Linked DNA regions of Mus musculus: regions 2, 3 and 4 are each linked to region 1. A link is a contact called in public Hi-C and HiChIP or PLAC-seq data. All regions are on one chromosome and are shown on one strand. The core of a region is the stretch at or near the end of the contact, and the rest is flanking DNA. Distances in the headings are between cores, read along the strand shown.

Region 1 (5,565 bases), core at 2,103-4,602:
GGAACGGAACTGCCCAACTTCAGTTTGTGCACAGCTCCGCGCGAAGAACACTGCACTTTTGCTGGGGGCAGAGGCCACATTGTGGCAAGCACTAGCTGCCCACCTTTGGGCCACGCTAGTCTTCCGCCGTCTGTTTCCTGGGAAGTGGGACGGTTATTCCTAGGCTTCTATCCCGAACAAGAACACCGAAACCGCTGTCCAGCCGAGTGAGGCCCCCTTGCTCACTACTTTGTTTCCCAAAGCCCAGCTTGGGTCACCCAGCAAATTTCAACAAAACCTACACAATGCACAGCTACCCTCTAGCTGCACAGTGCACCCCCAGGAACGGAGAGACACATAAACGGACAATCCCAGCCATCGCGGCTTCTTCACACTTTAAACAAACACGGGGAAATCCCTTTGCAAACAGACACTGCTGCGCGCCTTGAATCTGGCGCTTGGTGGTGAGAGGACATTTCCCGGCCCCACCACCGTCATCCAGATGCTATCAGAGTTAGTGGGCAAAGCAGTGCACCTGCGAACATTACGGCAGAGACACAGAAAAGCAAACGAGAGAAACGCCTCCATCGTGTTAACAGCAAGCTGCAGGGTATAGAGCAATAAAACTGCCATGTCTATCTGCTGGCTTTGAGGACATTACGAGCTGGGCTCGCAGCCCGGGTGCACCGCCGGGGGAGAGGGTGCTTCTCTTTCCCTGACTTCCCCTTCAGCACCCCACCACTACCTTACCCAGCCTATCTTTCATTTTCCCAGAAGATGTTGTTGTTTTAATTCACTGCCGATATGTAAACGCACGGATCGCGTTACAGGTTCGCGTGTTAAACTGCACCTCTTGTTAAAAGGGAAGGAACAAGGGAGCCACTTAAAAATGAATTCAGAGTTACTGAACCGGCACCCGGGACTCGAGAAGTTAAGCGTGGCGGGCTGGGTAATGGAAGAGAGCGCCAATGTAGCTGCGGGCGAAACTCTGGAGAAAACCGGCTGGCCACGAGCCTCCGAAGGAAAGAAAGGAAAAAAGAAAAGGCAAACTGGCCTGAGGGTACCAGGAGACCCCGGGCCGCTAGCTGGGGAAATCAATTAACATAAGCTGCAGTCAGTAACTCCTGCGCCACGGGAAATTGTGAGGCTCTGTCTACTATCACCCTTTCCCGGAGTTCTAGTGGCAAACAGCACCACAAATCTCATTCTAGGATTCCTGGGGCTGTGTAGCTTATGGGCTACAGACAACATACGGTGCAAAAACGATCCAGTAGTTTTCCCAAGAAGACAGACTAGTTCCTCCGCAACCTCCAGACACACCACCACACAAGGTTGCTACCCCACACATTTCCTCTTGTGGCCAAAAGCTCACAGTTTGTTCCCTGTACCCACTGAAAGCAGGCACCGAGCCCAGGGGGGTAGGATGGGGTCCTCAGATTTCTCCCACCCAGTCTCTATCATCTGGCCCCGCAAGCTCCTAGAGCTTACCTGCCGCCCCAGGACGCGACCCGGTGCGGACCTGCTTGTCCCTCCCCAAGCCTAGAGTTGGATCCGGTTCTCCTACCTGGTGGCTGGGCCTGAACGTGGCCGCCTGAGCTCCGCTGTCCCTGCTCCGCAGCTTGGACCAAGTGAGTCTGGAGACCCGAGGGAGAGAGGCTAGATCCGTAGCACTGAGCTGCTCCAAACTTAATGTCTTTCCCCAGTCCATCTTTGAAACAGAAGTGGTTCTACCACCTGGATGTGCGGATATAAACCCCCTTGCAAATAATAAATGGATTAATAATAACAAGGTATGAAGTTCTTTTTATAGAAAAAAAGGAGAGAATTGAAACTAAATGCGGCAGTTAGACAACCATTTTGATAAGAGGATAATTGAAGCGACACTGGTGTATAATTAGAGGATAATTTATGCTATATCCACTTTTATTCCACCTCCCAAAATAAACCCAGTCCATAATCATTACAGGCAAATTGTTCTGAATTTTATAGCAGCAATTTGAACAAAGTACTGCAGTTAATCATGGGAGATTTTTGTGTATTCCTGATTAGAACTCTAATTGCCTCCTTCCAGAAAGTAAAAATAACTGTAAAACGACTCTATTTTTATCATTAACAATGTTGACAATAAAATAAAATCAATTGGAATTGTAATCGAGAGACAAATTTAGGACGAAGGCACTTTTACTTGGGTAGTTTATATTGTAATCAAGATTTGCCAAACCACTAACCGCATGTATCATTTGCATATATTTGAAAGCATTACAGTAGCTTCTGTTTTCAATAGGAAGAAAATGCATTCCTGTCAGCCCTCCAACGACTCTCGCTTTCAGAGCAGGCTGCTGCGTTCTGGGGGTAGTTGGTATTCCTCCTCTGTTGAGGGGGGGGGGGTCAATATATAGGAACTAGGGCCGAAAACAACAGGAATCTCAACAGAGCAGGGTCTGATTTTTCTTTCTTTACTATCCCCGACCCTTGCCATGAGTTGGAGCCCAGATATAGAGGTTTTTCTTCCATCAATGGCATTAATAAAGTACTTCTGGAAAAACCCACAGTGCAAAAGTGCTCCCTTGGGAGTAGAGTTGGGGTCCTGAGGGAGGGGGAAAGTCAAGTGAAGGGGGGGGGATCTGGTTTTAAATGCTAGGGCCACTGCTTCTGAACACAGGCAACCTGAAAGGGTGCAAATGAATTGAAAGCGATCAGCCTCCAGCCAGGCTATTCCGAGTCTCCAAGCCTGGAAACAAGGGCTTGGAGCAGGGTTGGAGCTTCGACAGGATGCGTCTGCAGCCTACCGGGCGCCTCCCTCCACCGCTGCTCCCCTTTAGCTCCGGGCGGCCCCAGGTTGCACCTCTGGGCTGAGCTTGTAGTTAGTTGCTTAAGGTAGGCGAAGAACTCCACAAGCAGCGCACACGCCAGTAGAAGCGGTGCGCCTGTGACGTCAGGGGGCGACTGACCAATAGGAAGGCGCTGCCCTTTGGAGACAAACCATTCGACTCGTGGCGTCTGCATCAAGTCTGAAAGCAGACGCGCAACTTTCGCAGAATCCACCTTAAAATCTCTGCTTTAAACTGCACCAGCCCCCAAAAATCCAAGGGGGGAAAAGCAAGGGGGGGGAGAAGAGAGCAGATTCCCCCTCCCCCCTCTCCTCTCCCATCCCTCCCCCTTCCTCCTCCCTTTGGGTTAACAAGGCCCTGCTCACTATATCTCTTTATATTAAATATATATATGTATATATTAGAGAAGAGTGAGGAAGAGAACCACCTCTGCCCCCTCCTTTAAATTTTTTTTTATTTTTTATTTTTTTTATTTTTTTGCAAGGATCCCGGGAGCTAAGGTGGCTGCAAAGGGGAGAGCGGTGCGAGCCAAGTGGGGGAGGGTGAAAGAAACCCGGGAGAAGGCTTTCTCCAGCCCCCAAAGTTTTGATGATGACCATGACTACGATGGCTGACGGCTTGGAAGGCCAGGACTCGTCCAAATCCGCCTTCATGGAGTTCGGGCAGCAGCAACAGCAGCAGCAGCAACAACAGCAGCAGCAACAGCAGCAGCAGCAGCAGCAACAGCAGCCGCCGCCGCCGCCACCGCCGCCGCCGCCGCAGCCGCACTCGCAGCAGACCTCCCCGGCCATGGCAGGCGCACATTACCCTCTGCACTGCTTGCACTCGGCCGCGGCGGCGGCGGCGGCGGCCGGCTCCCACCATCACCACCACCAGCACCACCACCACGGCTCGCCCTACGCGTCGAGCGGAGGCAACTCCTACAACCACCGATCGCTCGCCGCCTACCCCTACATGAGCCACTCGCAGCACAGCCCTTACCTCCAGTCCTACCACAACAGCAGCGCGGCCGCCCAGACGCGCGGGGACGACACAGGTGAGAGGCCGCTTAGGCAGCTAGCTTCGCCCGCCTCCCCACTGCCTCCGACCCCTCCCGCCCCGCTCACTTCCTCCACGCCGGGGCCTCCGCCGGCCCCCTCCTGCGGGCGGCCCCGTGCGCCCCCAGTCGGGCCCCGTGGGCTCCCGATCGCCTGGCGCCTGCCTGCCGGCCTCTCCCTGCCCGGCCCCTTCCCGCCGCCGTGGACCCCCGGCTGGCTCACCCCGAGGCCCGCTGGCTCCTCCGCCTCCTGCTTGTGGTTCCCATTGAGCCTCCAGGCTGTGCCCTAGCCTGGCTCTACGGTCCCCACTGCGCCCTCCAGCCCACCAGGTCTGTGTGCCCTCTACCTTGTCCCTTCCCTCTCTGCTGGGACCCGCATTTATCAGAACTGGAGACAATTCTGGGCCAGGACTGAAGGGCTAGTTAAGGCTTCCCATCTCAACGCTGGGAGAGCGGTGGCCTACTTTGCCTGGGGCACTTGGTGCCCCTTGGTGACTTGGAACGAAGCTGTTGCAGCCGATAGATACTAGTGACATTGGGTTTTGTCTTTTGTTTTTGTTTTGCTTTTAAAATCTTCCCTCGTGGGCTTTGAGGTGTCCCCCCCACGTCCCCAGACCTGGCTCCCTCTCTCTGGGTTTTCAGTAGTACTTTGGCTGCTCCTTTGTTCTTGGAAGTGAAGCAGAGGGCCTGGGGTTGATAGCTCTCCGTTGTCCAGAGAGTCTCAGCCTGCTCTGGAGCTGCTCTGAGCTCCTGGTTGTGTTCTGTGTCTGGGCTTTGATACACGCGAGCAGAATCATTTCAAACATACAGAAGGGACTTAAAGCACTAAGCTTGCAGCTGGGTGACACAAAACTAACTGGTCACATAAACAACCGGGTGGTTCTGGTATAGCTTTAGGCGTTGGGAAAAGCCAGGCCAAGAAACCGCTCTCGGGCCCAGAGAAGAGAAGCCTTACAGCGCCACGGACTTCGGAAAGCGGCCTGCGCTGTCTCCGCTGTTGCGGAGCGTCTCTTTTATGCCCCGGGCTTCCTAGATTCGATCCACTATCATAATGCATTGTTAGTGTTGGAGACACGGTCGGAGGGAAGCTTTCACAGCCTCTGGGGGCACGTGCCCACAGTGGTATAGCGGGGATATTACGAGGAACTCTTTTTAAACTTGGGAGAAACTCCTTGCCAGCCTTGTCACATGAAGGGAGAAGGCAGTAGTGGCCTCGCGGGTGACCACTCCTCTGTGTCATTTGCTTACAGATCAACAAAAAACGACAGTGATCGAAAACGGGGAAATCAGGTTCAACGGAAAGGGGAAAAAGATTCGGAAGCCTCGGACCATTTATTCCAGCCTGCAGCTCCAGGCTTTAAACCATCGCTTTCAGCAGACTCAATACCTGGCCCTTCCCGAGAGAGCCGAACTGGCTGCTTCCTTAGGACTGACACAAACACAGGTAATTCCCGGGAAGCCCAAGTACCCCTGAAATGCTGGCCCTGCTTGATAACCGTGCAGAGAGCATACCAGGAGGAATTCTTGGCCTAGTCAACCAAGGATGGAAGGAGCTAAATGACAAATGCCCGTGCTCCAGTTGTGCACTTTCCTGGGATCACACAGTTTGGAACAAATGACATGGTATTGAATACTGAATTGGATTTGCATATACACCAACCCTCTGCGACCCCAGCTGAGCCTAGGATCTTTTGGTGAACAAATTCAATCAAATCTTAT
Region 2 (5,565 bases), core at 1,854-4,353, 500 kb before region 1:
CAGAGGACCACGGGCCTCTCCTCCCATTGATAACCAATTAGGCCATCCTCTGCTACATATGCAGCTAGAGCCATGAATACCACAATGTGTTTTCTTTGATTGGTGGTTTAGTCCCAGGGAGCTCTGGGGGTACTGCTTAGTTCATATTGTTGTTCCTCCTAGGGGTCTGCAAACCCCTTCAGCTCCTTGAGTACTTTCTCTAGCTCCTTCATTGGGGACCCTGTGCTCTGTGTAATGGATGACTATGAGCATCCACTTCTATATTTGTCAGGCCCTGGCAGAGCCTCTCAGGAGACAGCTATATCAGGCTCCTGTCAGCTAGCTCTTGCTGGCATCTGCAATAGTGTCTGGTGGTTGTTTATGGAATAGATCTCCAAGTGGGGCAGTCTCTCAATGGTCATTCCTTCAGTCTCTGCTCTGAATTGTGTCTCTGTAACTCCTTCCATGGGTATTTTGTTCCCCCTTCTAAGAAGGATTGAAGTGTCTACACTTTGGTCTTCCTTCTTTTTGAGTTTCATGTGTTTTGCAAATTATATCTTGGGTATTCTGAGGTTCTGCGTTAATATCCCCTTATCAGTGAGTGCATATCATGTGTGTTCTTTTGTGACTGGGTTACATCACTCAAGGTTTCTTTCAATAATCTGTGAAGAACTCATCTGATCTCTGACCACCGTAGATCACTTCCATGGCTCAATGACATAGTTTGTAACTGTAGATTGTTCCCTCACAAACTTTCCAAAATTATTGTCAGAATGATTTTCTTAAAACATCAAGTGAAAATATTTATTTTAAAAGTTTTCATATGAGTATGTATTGTGTAAGCATCTGACAAGCACATTCCTGCCCATTTACTTTCTTTTTTTTGTCTCTCCCAACTCTACTAATCCAATCTGTTCCCTTAGGGACGTGTGTGTGTGTGTGTGTGTGTGTGTGTGTGATTTTATGTATCTATTAAAATCTAGGAACCACAAATGAAAGAAAACAAACGCCATTTTTCTTTCTTAGACATACTCTCTGGCTCTCTAGTTGTAGCTGCTCTGACTCTCTAGTTTTCCTGTGAACAACACATCTTCATTCTTTCTAAAGGCTGAAGATGTTCCACTGTAAAATAACAAATTTGTGAAGTAACTTTTTCCTCCATAGAATGCACAGTGTCTTCAGTTCAGGACTCTTTCCTACCTTCAGTAGCACAAAGCCTGCTGGGTCATACAGAGGCACCAGCATTTTATGTTTGCTTCTTGCATTTTTTTCTTCATTCCAGAGATCCCAACCTTTTCCAAGCAGATTTCTGCCATCTTCACTCAGGCACCTAATCCAAGCCGAACTGTTTTCCATCCCATCGCACAACAGTATACAGTCTTCATTGCTCTCTTACAGGAAGTGGTTTTGCTTCCTCCATCCACGTACACAGCTCTTGAGGACCGAGTCTCTGACCTGCGACTTGTAAAGATTCTGGGAAGTTTCTAGAGGGGCAATTCATGAAAGAAAGACTCAGTAACTTGAATCTGCAAATTTCAAAATGTGGAAAAAGAATTTTATCAGTACCATAGGATGAGACTGCTTTTACCTAAGAAGAAAGCTCTCATGGTATTTGTCAAATTCCAGAACAGCGAGGGCACAGCCATTTATAACAGTTCCTTATGAATCCTTTACATGGTAGTGTGCACACTTGGACCAGCAAATATTTAAGATGAAATGCTACCCAGGTGAGTCTGTTTCTCATCTTATGTAATTCTCAAAGTATGTGAAGCATTCTGAAAGTGTTCCTGCTCTTCTGAGGGCCCCATTGCTCTCGGTATTGGAAACCCGGTGCTCTGTGATGCAGGAAGGGCTCTTGGCTCTGCCTGAGTTTGGGAGCTATTTTCAGAGTAAGCTTTTAAGTCCTGTTAATACACAGAAAATATCCCCCTTGGGCAGAAGTTAAGAAGGACAGTTCCACACCTAATTTTAATAGTGTGAAACCTAGTTTTAATAATAAATGGATAACTTGACACTAAGTTGGGAATAGAAATCACTCTGCTGTAGGCAGATGTGACATTTGGAAAGTGAGCTCCAGGATTGGGCATGGCAACCAATTAGGTATGGGCTTAGAGGTGCAGTATTGATGGATACATGGTAAGGACATTCCCAGAAGGTCAGAGCAATGAAAGCTACAGGGTCTGAAACTGTAAGGAGGTGAAGAGGAGAGCAAAGAAGACAGGAGAATAAGAGAGGGGAAGAGAGGAGAGGGGAGGGGGGAGAAGAGAAGAGAGAGGGAGGAGAGAGGAGGAGCGGGAAGGGGAGGGGAGAGGAGAGGGAGGGAGGAAAGAGGAGGACATGGGAGGGGAGGGGAGGAGAGGGGAGTGGAGGGGAGAGAAGAGAGATTCTTTGAATAAATATTGCAATAATGTTAAAGGCCATAGGGATATTGTGAAATTTTATAGGTATGCATATTAATTATAGGCTGCTAAGGTTTTGAGTTATAAATAATAAATAACAAATGTATACAGCCAGATTCGCTCATTTCCACCTCCTATTCATAGACAAAAAATGAGCTTTTTAACAAGTGTATACCAAGTTTGAGATCAGTGAGACGAAGTGTGGCCTGTGTCTGGTTCTCTTCCCGTTTCCCGTCTTAGGGACTCCTGCGGGTCCTCGGGGGTCTTATTTAAATCTATATTCTCTCTTAATTCTCACTAGTGGATTACATCTGAGAAAGAAAGCAATGAGTACTTGAGGACTCCTGCTACTAGTGTGCCATGGACCCTCTATTGCAATGACAAAAGTGAAAACATAAAATGTCAACCTCTGGACCAATGTGTGGTTAGTGCCACCGCAGCACTGTTGCCCCAGGATGCCCTGAATAAACCATTGTTGTGGTTTCCCTGACAGACAGCTTGTCGGCAAATGATCAGTATTGGCCATGATTTCGGGCTAATTTCATGGATGTTTTCCAGTTTCCGTGATCTTCCGTTCCCGTTTTCCAAACAAAAGTGCTTCTGAAAATTTCTGTTTAACATCTTTCACTTTGAATAAAGAGAACAAGAAACATTCCCCTCGCAGCTGGTCTTGGTGAAATTACTTCTCTGGAGGGCCCAGCAGATGAGGGGTCTTGTTAGAGAGGCACCAGGCAGAAGGTCTAGTTCTGTATCAAAACCCATGCTGAGACCTGCAACCTGAGCTCTGCCACTCACCACCCTCTCCACCTACACACACACACACACACACACACAGTCTAAATGAACACAGATGGCTGGCACACAGACTAGGCATCGAGGAAAGCAGCCGCAGGCCTCTCTGGTTGCTGTCATTTCACGCCACAAACAGAGCAGCTTCAAGATGCTGGTGTTTCTGAATCTGAGATCAATCTGGAGTGGCCATTCAGCCACTTCCTGTTGAGACACGCAGAGAAATTGTCAGAAAGATACTCAGATCCTGATTCAACTAAAATCACACATTTCTTTAACTGACAAGTTTGCTGTTGTTTTTAGTGGAAACTATACTATGATACTATGATAGAATCCACATCAAGTTCTAATGGACAACTTGGTTTGTCTGTTTTTTGGTTTTTGTTTTTTTCCTGGAGAGTTGATCTGCATCAGCGCATCTATTTGCTTCTTTGTGTGAAATAGATTAACTTTTAAATGTAATGGAAAAGAGGATAAAAACAGATTTCACAAATGTTGAAAACCAACTAAAATCTTTAGACCCTCCTTCCAATCAAGCAAAATGTGCCTTGCCCTGTTTGTTTTAATATAAAATATGCAAACAATTACATAGATATGGAAGACATAATTATGAAGAGGTTGATATCTGAAAGGTTATTATTGATTTATGGACTTCTTTAGTTTAATAGAAGACAGATTTAGGAATAAGATATAATTCGGTTTCTGCAGGAACAATAAATGTCTCAGTGAGGAAATGTAAAATCTCATTGTATGCCTCAAAATGCAGCGATTAAATTTCAAAGGTAATTTTTGTTAAGTATGAATTCCTCAGTTTCCCTTTACGATTTCCAATTCTCTGTATGCAGAGTAAACATTGTATAAATATGTCTTCTTGTTCAAGCAAAAGGTTTAGTGTAACTCACACCATTCATGTGTGTGCGGTTTTTCTGTGTCTTTTACAGACACAGACCTTCTACAAGCTAACTGAGCTTTGAGTAATGTGATCATGCTTAATATAAGCGTGAAGAGGTATAAAAGTTTATCCCTTCCTTGCATCATCATCCCGTGCATTGGGCTTCATCTGTATATTAAACGGTTCTTGCAATGCCAGCATATAGGAGAACTTTACTTTCAACATTTAGGGATTGCATGGCATTAATAGCCAGAGTAAAATAACAACAACAACAAAATCAAATTTTCTTCTTTTAGGAAAACCTTAATTGACTAAGTCATTCACAAAAGACATAATTGTATCTTATCTAGGATTTAAAATTATATAAAAGCTTCAAAATTTGTGGCTTTTACACAAAATTGGCCCAGAGCCAAGAATCTAAAAGTGAAATGTTTTCAGAAGGGAGACACACACACAGACACACAGAAAAATACCCAGCAAACATAATGCATGCCTAGATTGAGGAATCTATTTAATAACACACACGAGCCTGCACATTCTTCCATATGTTGCATTTGTTATTTCTTTAAATTTATCTTTAGATGTGTAAAGTTTGCACCTAAAACTAGCTTTTGGAAATAATAGCTAAAGATTTCAACTTCTGGCGAGGATGGAGCCAGAAAGACTGGATTCAGTATTCCACCTTGAACATCTAGGTAACTGTCATTTCCTGCGAGAAGGCAAGCACAGGAAGTGAGTCCTATGATTATAGCAGCTTAATGACTGCAGTGTGTCAGGGATGAACGTCTAGAGGAGCAACCCAACGTTGTGGTCCAGCTGAGAGAGGCAGAACTGGCGTTCATGGAGGCCAAGACACTTAGAATTTGATAGACAGAGGTTTGGAAAGCAAGCATTACTGGCAGAGAGAGAGAGAGAGAGAGAGAGAGAGAGAGAGAGAGAGAGACAGAGAGAGAGACAGAGAGAGAGACAGAGAGAGAGACAGAAAGAGAGACAGAGAGACAGAGGCACACAGAGACACGCAGAGACACATAGAGACAGAGAGAGATAGAGAGATAGAGATACACAGAGAAACACACACACACACACACACACACACACACACACACGCGCGCGCGCGCGCGCGCACACACACAGAAACACTCAGAAAGAGAGAAAAAGCAGGAAGAGATGGGATATGAGAAAGAAAAAAGGGCAAAATCAGGAGAGAGAGAGTGATGTTTCTCATAAATAATAAATGTATTCTAAAGAAATATTTATCTCCTTTCCAATTATTTCTGTAACAAGTATATAAGCCGTTTCCAATATTTAAAGGGCATTATTATGAAGAAGTGATTACCTAGAAATTGTATGTTGGAGAGGTGTCCACAAGTTTCTGGCTGAGAACTGATTTGTACACACATGAGAGTAAAGATTGATGTGAGGGAAAGGACCACTGGAGAGAACTCGTGAAGCAAATGGGATGAAGCAGCTCGTTCATATTCCTACCAACCATGGTGGGAAGACAGC
Region 3 (5,565 bases), core at 1,974-4,473, 430 kb before region 1:
TACTCAGAATTCTCTAATACTTTCAGATTGATGTGCTACGGTAGTTTGAAAGAAAATGGCTCTCATAGGCTCACAGCATTATTAGAAAGTGTGGCCTTGTTGGACTAGATTTGGTACTATGGAGGAAGTGTGTGTCTGTCTCTTCCTGTTGCCTAACAAATCTGGATGTAAAACTCACAGCTCCTTCTCCAGCACCATGTCTGCCTGTGTGCTGCCATGCTTCCTGCCTTGATGATAATAGACTAAATCTCTGAACTGTAAACCAGCCCCATTTAAATGTTTTACTTTAAAAGAGTTGTCATGGTCAGGGTGCCATAGCAGTAGAAGTCCTATCTCCAAGACATGTATAAAGGAGTTTTCATCTCAACTAAGAGGGCTAAAACCCCCAAAGTTCTAAAAACAATAGGGGTAGCCAACATAAGTTAAATGGTGCAAGCTACACAAACAAGCTTGACATCAAACTCATAAATCACAGCTCGAGTTCGCTGTGAGCTAATAGTGGGACAAGGCAATGTTGATGCTATATGGTAAGTGCTGTATGGTCAGAAGCTAAGCCTATAGAAGCACATGGTATTAAAAACAATGGTTCAAAATACACAACCATGAGACAGCCAATGCAGCAACAGACAGAAGGTCCTGCCCAAACACAGACACAAAGTGACAGCAACATGGCTGCACCTGCAAAAGTTGCTTTGGGGATAATTGGGCAGAACAGAGATGAAAAGCAATTTTGAATAGGGATACAAAAAGATGTGTTTCTTCAGCTAAGGATGCGATCAAATTTATAGTCATGAAAACTAAAGACTGAGGTGTAAATTCAACCAGGAAGACAACACTATATGTAAGCATTATAATACCCTAATGAGAGAAGTTGAAGACAACACACAAAAAAATGGGGAAAGACAGTATATCGTGGACCTAAAGGATCACTGCTGTGACAATGGCTGCCCCCGCCCTCCCCCCCCCCCCCAGGAAGATCTTCATGTTCAGGGTGATGTGAATCAAAACATGACTGGCCTTGCTTGTTTATTTCTTGAGGTATGGGTTGGTCTCAGGAAGTTCAGACCAGCCTTGGAATCACTGTGTAGCTGACAGTGACATTGAACTCCCAGACCACCTGCTTCTACCTCCAGAGTATGGGGACTACAGTTATACACCACCAAAATTAGCTTACCAATGATATTTTTAATATAAATGCAAATTCCACCTCTTTAGTTCCTGTTAGCCATAAAATGCCCTCAATGTTGAAAACTCTCTATGTAAACAGAAAAAAATGGAGGTAGCATACTTCCTGGTTTCACATCATAAAGTGATAAGGATCAAAAGAACATGGCATTGTCCTAAGAGCTGACACATTTACCAGTAACGTACAGTAGAATGCTGAGAAATAAATCCATGCCTTCACAGTCAATTGGGTTTTTGACAAAGGCACAATAATATAATGCTGAAAGAGTGGTCTCTCCAACATGGGTGTGGAGCTGGGATATGCGGGTGCATACTTACCAGGTGGCACTTGAGAGACAACGGCAAGGTGATCATGAATTCTAGGTCAGCCTGAACTATATAGTGAGATCCTGAAAGAATAACAAAAGAAAATGAAAACACAGGCAAGAGAGAAGCAGGACTGGATGAGCTGCACCATATCACACTAAAAAGCTGCGGGCAACTAAGGGTTCTGTCAAGTGAAGAGATGACAACAGATATAAGAAAATACCAACAGACCACACATCTAATAGAGGGTGAACATTTGGCTGGGCATAGTGGCACACTCCTTTAATCCCAGAACTTGGGAGGCAGAGTCAGGTTGATTTTTGAGTTCGAGGTCAGCCTGGTCTACAAAGTGAGTTCCAGGACAGCCAAGGCTACACAGAGAAACCCTATCTTGAAAAACCAAAAACCAAATAAATAAATAAGTAAATAAGTAAATAAATAAGTAAGTAAGTAAATAAATAAATAAATAAAATAGAGGGTGAATGTTTAAAAAAAACTCTGCCTGTCATTAGAGAAAGGGAGATTGCAATAATGAGATCTCACCTTTATAACCATAAGGGTGGCTTTCATATTTAAGGAAAGGAGTGGTGGAAAGTGCTAGGGAGGGTACAGAGGAAATGAACTTATTCATCTTCCGTGCAGTTGTAAATTACTACGGGAATTATAGAAAACAGTAAGGAGGCTTCCCAGAAGGGACCTTCAAATGGCTTAGAATTGCCCTTCTAGCTAACACACACACACACACACACACACACACATACACACACACACACACTTGCACACACACCTGAAGTCAATACAATATCCATCCTCACATTCATTGCAAAATTATTCACAATAGCAAAGGTATGAAATCCCCTAAAATATTTGTCAATGATTTTTTAAAAAATGTAACATGCATCGTGTCTTACACACAGTGGAATAATAGTCAGCCTTTAAAAAGCAGGAAATTTGAAGCCAATGACATTATGCCAAGTGACACAGGCAGGTACAATGCCTAAATATTGCACAGTCTTACTTCCTTGTGGACTTTCATACATTTGAAGAGACCAAATTGGAAGTGTCCGGGAGGGAGGAAATGGCAAGTTACTGATCAAGGCAAGAAAATTCCAGAAGCGCCAGAGAAATGGGTTTTGAAAGATTTCAGAGCAGGGCCACTATAGACAATAACTATAAATTATATATTTCAAAAGGGAGAGCAAATTAAAAATTCTCACTATAGAAAAATGATAGGTGAGATGATCGATATGTTAATTACCTTGATTTAATCATACTACATTGTTTACATATATCAAAACATGACATTGTATCCCATAAATGTATGCAATTATAATTTGTCAATCAAAAGTATTAATTTAAAAAAAAAACCCGAAGTAAGATGCTCATATCTCAGGGACTTGATGTTAAAAATACCTGCAAACAATACATAGCTCTATAATTGAGGAAAGCTAAATACAGCAATTCGCCCAGATTCATGTGTAATTCTTTAGCATACCTGAGTGACTTTAGAATAGCTAAGTACTGTATTACCAAGCACTTGATAATGGCAAATGCAATTACTAACTGAAGTGCTCTAATATTTTCTGAACTGCATTTACGACTGTGGCTGCAAAAATGGTTTATGATTCCAGTCATAAAGAATGGATTTTAGTCTTTGCCCTCTTCAGATGGACACATTCGTGGGCTGTCAATTCATGTTTATGGTAATGTATTAACTATGATGTTGCAGCACACACTGGTGAAAATGAAGTAAGAACGAGCTTTTACTAGCTTGCTCACTTTGCTCTCCTATGTAACCCCAGATTGCCTGCCCGAGAGTTGGCACCACTCACAGTGGCGGGGCCTTCTCAAGCCAGTCATAGTCAAGAAAATATACCACAGACCTGCCAACAGGCCGATCAGATAGGGGCAGTTTTTCAATTCCTGTTTCCTTAACCACCCCCCCAAAAAAAAACATGCATCAAGTTGACAAAAACTTAAGCAACAAACATAGGAAAGCAAGTTTCTTCCTGTACTGAAGTGAGAGGGAAAGAATAAAGACAAGCATTGGTGTTCATTAAGTAACAGTGATTCTTTAATCCCAGCACTCAGGAAACAGAGGCAGGAAGAGGTCTGAGTTTGAGACCAGCCTGGTCTACAGAGGGAGTTCTAGGACAGCCAGGGCTACGCAGAGAAACCTTGTCTCAAAAACCAGACGAAACAACCACAAAGCAAATTAAATGTATATTAGATTTTGTATGTCCCAGTCACCCTTCCCTGCCCTCTCCAAGAGAACAGTCACCAAGATGAACACAGACTTACAGACATTTATTAAGGGAATACAAAGATTAAAAATAGTACGAATGGACAGGTAGGACCTTTGGAAGCACTCAGACCTGCCACAGGTGAAGCCAGGAAGGTCTCTGATCACAGCATATCCCTGGGAAAGTTTTGGCCACATTTTCCTGAAGTTCCTGAGCAGAGCGGATTGAATGCTTTTACCTCTGCTCTGCCCCATATACCCGAGACCTGTGACTGTATCATTATTTGGAAAAAAAGTCTCTGCATATTCAATCTAAGGTCTTAGGATCAAATAATTTTGGATCATCTACATGGGTTCTAAATCAAATGACATCTATCTTTGTACTAGGGAGCACACAAGCACACACATACACACACACACACAGGCAGAAGGAACATATGAAGACAATTATACAAATATAAATTAAGGATCAACAAAGACTGCTGGCAGGCACCAGCAAACTAGACAAAAAACATACACTTTTCCCTCAGAGACTTGGGATGAAGCCATGAATTTCAAGTTCACACTCTTGGTCTCAGAGTTGTGAGCATATTCGCCCATTGTTTCAACCCACCCTGTTTGTGGCCATATGCTTTGGCAGCCACAAGAACCAAGCTGAAAACGAGAAGCTGCATTTTTTTTGAGTCTTGTATCCCACAGGATGGGCCAACACCAAGCCTCTGCATCCTTCAGTCTCTCTCGAGGGAGCCTTGGCTTCTTTGTTACTTGACAGTGGTACCCGAAGGGGTCTGAGCAGATGATGCACTATGGCTGCCACACTGAGCCATCAGAGAAGCAGAGAGCAGAGAACAGGCTTTGCTGGTCAGAAGCTTGGTTGGTAAGTGATAGATGTCGCTCAGATGGGAAGATCAGCATAGAATATAATGAAGCAAAGTCACTAGTGTGTGAGCAGCATCAGGGAAATGCAAAACTATCTAAAGTTCTGCCTGAGATGAGTTTAATGAAACAAGGCTTCTTACATGAACTTGTGGTCCAGGCAGATCAGTGTCTAGGAAGGAGGATGGAGGAGAGACAGGCACAGAGCCCAGCACCAGCGGCAAACTTATGGGGGTGGAGACTTTGACCTAGTTGCTTCTTGAGGAATTGTCTACAAAGAATGAAATAAATCAAAGGAGGGAGTCAACAAGGAAGGCAGTGACTGTAAAGGAAAACCAACATAAATACTCAGCAGGCAGACTCAGAACTTCTTCCGAAGACCACAGAGTATTGTTTTAAAAATGCGTCTCTTGAGTAACCCCAGACCTGTGCTATGATTCACATGGCAAGACTCCAGGAACCCTGGTCTGCTGAGATGAAAAGATTTTACTAAGATTGAAAAAACAAACACAAAAACAAAAACAAACTGCTTCATTGCACAGATTTTTAAAAAGACATGTTATTTGTAGTTTGTAGACCTTCATGATACTATTCATTGACTAATATTGGCTTAAACTCTGGCTTAGATCCTTATCTGTTAAGGGAGATGATAAAATCTGTCAGTTTTGGAGAGGTTTAAGTGAGTCAGAACAGTTTATTCCCCATGTAAATTCTGATGTGTTATACCAGGTTTTATGGAGCTACACATTATATCTAAACTCGAGTCAAACAGCCTTAGGTACCCATAATCCCATCACTCAAACACACGTACTACTAGATTTTTAGTAAATAAATCCTTCTAGATTTTGCAATTCATATATACATATGCATGCTTCCCCAGACTGATTTTCTTATGTCCAAATAAATGAATTTTCCAAAAATATCTTTTTTCCAAAATAATGGGCTTTAGACATTTT
Region 4 (5,565 bases), core at 1,044-3,543, 320 kb before region 1:
TGTTTGTTTGTTTGTTTGTTGAGGCAGTTTTTCTCTGTGTAGTCCTGGCTGTCCTGGAACTTGCTCTGTAGACCACCCTGACCTTGAACTCAAAAATCTGCCTGCCTCTGTCACTCTAGTGCTGGGATTAAGGGTGTGTGTTGCCACAGCTGGCCCCATATGAGTTCATTTACTGGAGAAAGAGGAACCTACAAGTGGCCACACCCCCAAAGAAAAGTGACTTCCTCTTCCACAGCAGCCATCAAGCCATCAACTGCCAATAGCTCTTCAGTTAGGGTTGAGACATCAGAAAACTCCCAACCCTGTGCTGGAACTTTTAACTGGTGTGATATTGTGCAGATAACCCCATCTTGTACATGTTCATCCCATTTGCTGGAATGTTGCCTGAGCCTCTCTCTCTCTCTCTCTATCCCTCTCTCTCTCTCTCTCTCTCTCTCTCTCTCTCTCTCTCTCTCTGTGTGTGTGTGTGTGTGTGTGTGTGTGTGCACGCGTGCTTGCTTGCATGCCTGCCTGCCTGTCTGTCTGCTTGTCTATCATCGTCACATCTATACTTGAATACTTACAGTGGTTTATTCTCAGCACTTTAACAGTAATGAGTCGCTGCATTAACCACTATCCTGTACAATAAGAAACTCCATTAACCAACCTTGGGAGCAACATATGGCTAGAACATAAATATTTAGATGGCCATATGATGACATAACTGTTTGGAAAGCAACATCAAGAGGCAAGATGAAAGATTTTCTGCTCACTTGTGAAAATCTAAGCACAGATTAGGTATTAGGAAATATTACAGAATTAATTTTCTTAGACATTATACAGGTATTGGTGAGTTTGGTGTTTTTACTAAAGAACAATGGCTGGGAATAGCTAGTAAAGTTTGATCCTGTGAAATTATACAGTGAAAGAGCTGTCTTTATAATTGAAATTGGAAAGTTGGTTTCACGGAAGTATGTGCCAGTCTTAAACGGTAGGTCCGTTCCCTTTTGCCTGTGAATGCAGGTCCTAATGTGTCCATCATGTGGTAAAAATGAACATAATGCTTGAGCAGTAGAATTGGAGTCCCGGGTTCATAGCTTTTCTCCATCTCATGTCTTACTATGACACCCATGCCTGTCAACCTCTCTAGAGTTTCCCCATAATAAATTATACAGATTTAAACCCAGTTTATAGGGTTGAGAGTTGGAATGAAAATGAATAATGCAGCACTCAGCTCCTAGGGTACTCAACAATGTAATTGTTAATATAAGGGCTCAGTTTGCTCTTCTTTTTACTCTTTTCAAGATAGAATATTGACAGTACCTACTTCTGAGCCTGGAACCCAAAGACATAAACCCATCTTGTGATGTCTGAGGTTTCCTTTCCAGAACCTGAGCCTGGTACTCACCATGTAACCGGATTTCTGTCACACTCTGTACACACTTGTGCTTCAAGAGAGCTAGAAGTGTGTATTTATGCAAGACCTATGTCCATTTAGATCCCTGTAGGCTTTTAGTCTCCCTTAGGCCCAATCCAAATTACCCAAGTGCCCCCATGAAGTTTGCCCAGTTTCCAAACCTCCAATTCTCTCACTAGCCCGACTTCCTATATTTATCAAACCTCATATCCTTCTGCGCGCTTTAAAGCATAATGTTAACACATTGTATCATGCATCATGAACTTAAGACAATTCTAAAAAAACTGGGGCTCAAGGGTGAAGCAAAGCTTCCCAGTTTCCTAAGAGTGACACAGCCTAACCCAAACCCACAAAATATGGTAGGGACAGAACCTTCATTCATTGCGAGCGTTGCATAATCAACACCGATAAAGAGCCATAATTCTCTTGAGAGATTTTCAAGGTCCTCCTTAAAGTGTGTTTCTCTCACTATTGTGGTTCTAAACTATGGCCACAGCTTCAAGACCAAATTATAGCCTTTGGCGGCTGGTTTCAGTCTGGTGGTTACAGCAATGAATTTGGAGTCAAGAATCCTGGCGTCTCAGCCAACTATTCCCTGGGTAACCACATGCAAGTTAGCTGCTCTCCTCTCAGTTGTTCTATCAGTCAAATGGGGTAATTTTCCCTCACTTCCATCTACTTCAAAGGCATACACGAGGACAATTAATTACCTCACAGCCACAGCCAATGTGAAGGTTTCTATGCAGTAACAATCCTACTGTCAGCCTCTCCTCTCCAAGCGCAATCATTCCATCTCGTGATTATTTTAGGTTTTGGGTGGCTGAGTCTCATTGCTGAAGGTTCATTCAGGGCTGTTTGTCTCCGGGCTTTCTCAGCCACATGCCCAGCTGCCTGGATGCTGGCAGATGGAACAGAAACATCTTCCAAAGCAGTAAACCAGAAAGCCTGGATGCAGCCCAAGAGAACAACATTGCTAAAGCATACTGATGGCTTTCTTTAGTCCGAACCACCCAGGCTTCCCCATAATATCAGAATGTGAAACCACTTGAAAAAGACTGTAGGGAATAGTGTTTGTCAGTAAATAATACCTGATTAATCTCTCAACCTCTCTCTCTCTCTCTCTCTCTCTCTCTCTCTCTCTCTCTCTCTCTCTCTCTCTCATTGTCTTAGCATAACACCAACATCTCTCTTTATCTACTGTGTTTAGAACCTATAGTTCTGAAGTTCTGAAGGGATTCTTTTTTCTTACTCCACATTTTAATGATATCTGAACACTGAAAATTATCTTTTTCTTTTCAAACAGCTATTACCACCAGACCTACCTAATAAAGGAGAAACCCACCTTTTCAGAATAACCTTGAAAAGGAATTAACTTTAAGCTTCCCAGAGTTAATAAAAGTGATAGCTATTAAGAAAAAAAAGAGGGGGCTTCAGTGATCAGATAAATGACTTCTTCGAGTTCTGAAACAGGTTATTCTTCATCTTGCTGATCTTTGTCCTTAATATTCCTTCATATGGATGTCAGTCAAAGGAAGAATGTTAAACTTTGACAGTTGCTGACAGATAGTGTAGATTGAGTATATTCGTTTGAGTACATACATTCTGTATTCTAGAATGTTTACTGATAAATGAAATCAGGGTAAAAATAAATGTCACCACACTCGTTTGTTCTTTCTAATCAATAAGTAAAAGTCGCAGCATTAGGGATTTTAGCCAATTACAGCCTGACGCTTTAAATAGTAGGTTTCATGATTAATGCTTAAACTGGTATTTCTAGAAAAGTGTTTGGTAAAGCTAAGTGTACATTTGATGTGGGAGAGTCATTGACTTTGAACTTATGCTGTATTCCAAACTCAGTGGAAGCCACAGTTACTCACCAGTTACAGACTCAAGAGTCCCAGGTTCTAGTCTTGCTTATAACACTAACTCTCGATGGCCTAGTCGGCCATCACTGGAAAGAGAGGCCCATTGGACACGCAAACTTTATATGCCCCAGTACAGGGGAACGCCAGGGCCAAAAAGGGGGAGTGGGTGGGTAGGGGAGTGGGGGTGGGTGGGTATGGGGGACTTTTGGTATAGCATTGGAAATGTAAATGAGCTAAATACCTAATAAAAAATGGGAAAAAAAACCACTAACTCTCTCTTCCCTTTAGATGAACCCTTTTTGAGGATCCAAATTGCTAGTTATCATAAGCTGTATTTCCAACCCTTCACCTTAAACCCCCCTACCCCAAGTAAATATGTTGGAATGTTTATCCCTGCATTTATTTCATCTTATGGTTTTATTTGGAATGGGTCTGTCGTAGGTGTAATTGTTGAAGATGAATCTTACTGGAGTAGAGTAGACCCCTGGTCTGATGTGACTAGTGACTCTGTAATAAGATGGCCATGCCACACAGAGACACATAGGGAGAACACCATGTGAAGATAAGGACATTGCTGGAACCCAGAGTGGAAGACCACCATGAGAAGCTAGGAAAGGCTAGTTCCTAGGTATCAGAAGGAGCATGGTGCATTGATTTCAGACTTCCAGCCTTGAGAACTGGGGAGCAGGAAATCCTGTTGTTTTGAGTCCCACACAGGGTGATGCTGCTATGGTAATACGTGGATACTAACATACTAGTCCTGCAATGAAAATCTGCACTGGAAGCCTTATGTGAAAACGGTTTCATTATTCTATGTCAGGGGACATACGACTTTCTTCATAAAGAGCTAACTAGGAAATACTTTAGATTTTGCATGACTGTGTTATAAATATTCAACTCCATTGATTCAAAGCAGTGGGTAAAAGGTAAAATAATCATTGTGGCTATGTTCCATTAAACTTCTATTTAAAGGTACTGAAAATATAAATTAATGGAATTTTTGCAAATCACAAATTATTATTTTTAATAAAAATTTCCACCATTCACACACACATGTATGTCCATGTGCACACGTGCATGCACACACACAAACACACAACTCAATTTCTTTGTCACAAATAGTAGAATTACAGGAGTAATTCTAACTGTATAATCATAGTAATACACTACTACTTAGCCTTGGGAAAATCACAGGATAATTTAAACTAGATGCTGCTTTATAATACATTCTTGTCTTACAATGAAAAAAAAATGACCCTGACCTGTTGATAGCATAGGTGCTTAAGGACCTCATTCAAGTCTATTGACAGATGGCAAAAATGAGAAGAACGAATCCAGATAGGGAGATGGAGGGTGGTATAATAAAATAGAAATGCTTCTGGAGCTCGTCCCAGTGTGACGCAGTGTTGGTGTTCCAACCTCTTGTAATGTTACCTGACAGATCCCAGACCAAACTGTAACATGAAGCATTCATTTATCCAGCACACAGGAGCCAAGCACTTCATCCATATAAAGGTTAAGTGAATGAAATTATTAAAATGGTGGAGCAGGATTTGAGGACTTAACCTGAGAGGATATGCCATCAGCCTGGTACAAGAAGAACACAGAATATGCCTGCTACAGAATGTCCACAGAATACATGCCCAAACCCAGCAATCTGCTTTGCGTTACTTTCTAATAAACGTCAACGGGAAAGTGTGTTTATAGCTCACGATATGGAGGAGGAAATCTAGTAGCTTGCCCTATGGGAATACATGCTTCTTGTTGAGTCCAGGAAAATGTCTGTACAAGTGGCCAAAGGTTTTCATGATGAGCTGCGTTTGTGTTGACTCGGTCAGAATAGCAGGCCCCACAAGGTTCCATGAGTGTGAGATTCACAGCTATTTAGCAGCCAAACTAATTAAAGCACGCTGAATCAACAACCTGCTTTAGAACTGGAAGTCAGAATTGGAAGTCGGCAGGAAGATTCAGGTCCAGTTTTGTTCTTCTATTTACCTTTTCCTGGGATGGCTGGATCATGGTTTAATTGGGGTATACCTCTGTTTCAATGACAACTTAATAGTATATGACAACTTAATAATGACAACTGTTCTCACTTCCAAAGCTCGCATAGAACCATGTCTTTCTACTTCTTCTTTTGAGGTTTTCACGCATTTGAGTTTGGTTTGCCTGACATTTGTTAAGAATGTTACTTGGCCTAGAGGTAACAATGCTGGATAAAGACAGCTCACAACCATGAGGGCTTTAGATTTTTGTGAAGAGGGGAAAGACTCTGTAAAGCAAATCATTTTACTTAAATATGCC

What was found. Hi-C and Micro-C count contacts between places; a contact is called where the count stands out from the background. HiChIP or PLAC-seq counts read pairs in DNA pulled down with a chosen protein or histone mark.
Region 2: a contact with region 1 is called in an H3K4me3 HiChIP or PLAC-seq map of craniofacial prominence, with 10 times the contacts expected there. The contact joins the enhancer-like site here to the promoter of Dlx6 in region 1. A contact is called at or near these places in 9 of 39 promoter capture datasets (3T3-L1-derived adipocytes, HPC-7-derived erythroid cells, cranial neural crest and 6 more), 3 of 484 Hi-C or Micro-C datasets (cranial neural crest, embryonic fibroblasts and palatal mesenchyme), 7 of 115 datasets of contacts at active chromatin or transcription factors (craniofacial prominence, embryonic forebrain, embryonic midbrain and 3 more) and 2 of 9 other capture datasets (adipose tissue and liver).
Region 3: a Hi-C map of uterus shows a contact between it and region 1, with 5 times the contacts expected there. The contact joins the enhancer-like site here to the promoter of Dlx6 in region 1. A contact is called at or near these places in 8 of 39 promoter capture datasets (the 3T3-L1 cell line, the C10 cell line, frontonasal cranial neural crest and 3 more), 2 of 484 Hi-C or Micro-C datasets (both in uterus), 6 of 115 datasets of contacts at active chromatin or transcription factors (craniofacial prominence, embryonic forebrain, embryonic limb bud and 3 more) and 1 of 9 other capture datasets (adipose tissue).
Region 4: an H3K27ac HiChIP or PLAC-seq map of SST interneurons shows a contact between it and region 1, with 3 times the contacts expected there. The contact joins the enhancer-like site here to the promoter of Dlx6 in region 1. A contact is called at or near these places in 1 of 39 promoter capture datasets (the C10 cell line), 1 of 484 Hi-C or Micro-C datasets (nephron progenitors), 7 of 115 datasets of contacts at active chromatin or transcription factors (SST interneurons, craniofacial prominence, embryonic forebrain and 4 more) and 1 of 9 other capture datasets (embryonic stem cells).

What each region holds. Positions count from the first base shown.
Region 1 is chr6:6,859,982-6,865,546 of GRCm38.p6, forward strand. Dlx6 (distal-less homeobox 6) reads left to right here and starts at 3,353. Exons shown (of 4, transcript NM_010057.2): 1 at 3,353-3,846; 2 at 5,097-5,290. The coding sequence starts at 3,399. The region is part of intron 1 of Dlx6os1 (distal-less homeobox 6, opposite strand 1); the gene reads right to left. Dlx6os2 (distal-less homeobox 6, opposite strand 2) reads right to left here and starts at 5,169. Exons shown (of 1, transcript NR_002839.2): 1 at 3,816-5,169.
Region 2 is chr6:6,361,073-6,366,637 of GRCm38.p6, forward strand. The region is part of intron 3 of Gm20619 (predicted gene 20619); the gene reads left to right. Among named protein-coding and RNA genes, the nearest start is that of Gm52888, 26 kb to the right of the region's middle. Within about 2 kb of position 3,104, at least 8 of the 459 cell types and tissues checked have an H3K27ac peak or open chromatin away from gene starts, as enhancers often do. A contact at or near this core is called in craniofacial prominence and second pharyngeal arch cranial neural crest, where this site is marked.
Region 3 is chr6:6,430,143-6,435,707 of GRCm38.p6, forward strand. No RefSeq gene overlaps it. Among named protein-coding and RNA genes, the nearest start is that of Gm52888, 43 kb to the left of the region's middle. Within about 2 kb of position 3,224, at least 7 of the 459 cell types and tissues checked have an H3K27ac peak or open chromatin away from gene starts, as enhancers often do. A contact at or near this core is called in uterus, where this site is marked.
Region 4 is chr6:6,542,133-6,547,697 of GRCm38.p6, forward strand. No RefSeq gene overlaps it. Among named protein-coding and RNA genes, the nearest start is that of Gm52889, 21 kb to the right of the region's middle. Within about 2 kb of position 2,294, at least 9 of the 459 cell types and tissues checked have an H3K27ac peak or open chromatin away from gene starts, as enhancers often do. A contact at or near this core is called in SST interneurons, where this site is marked.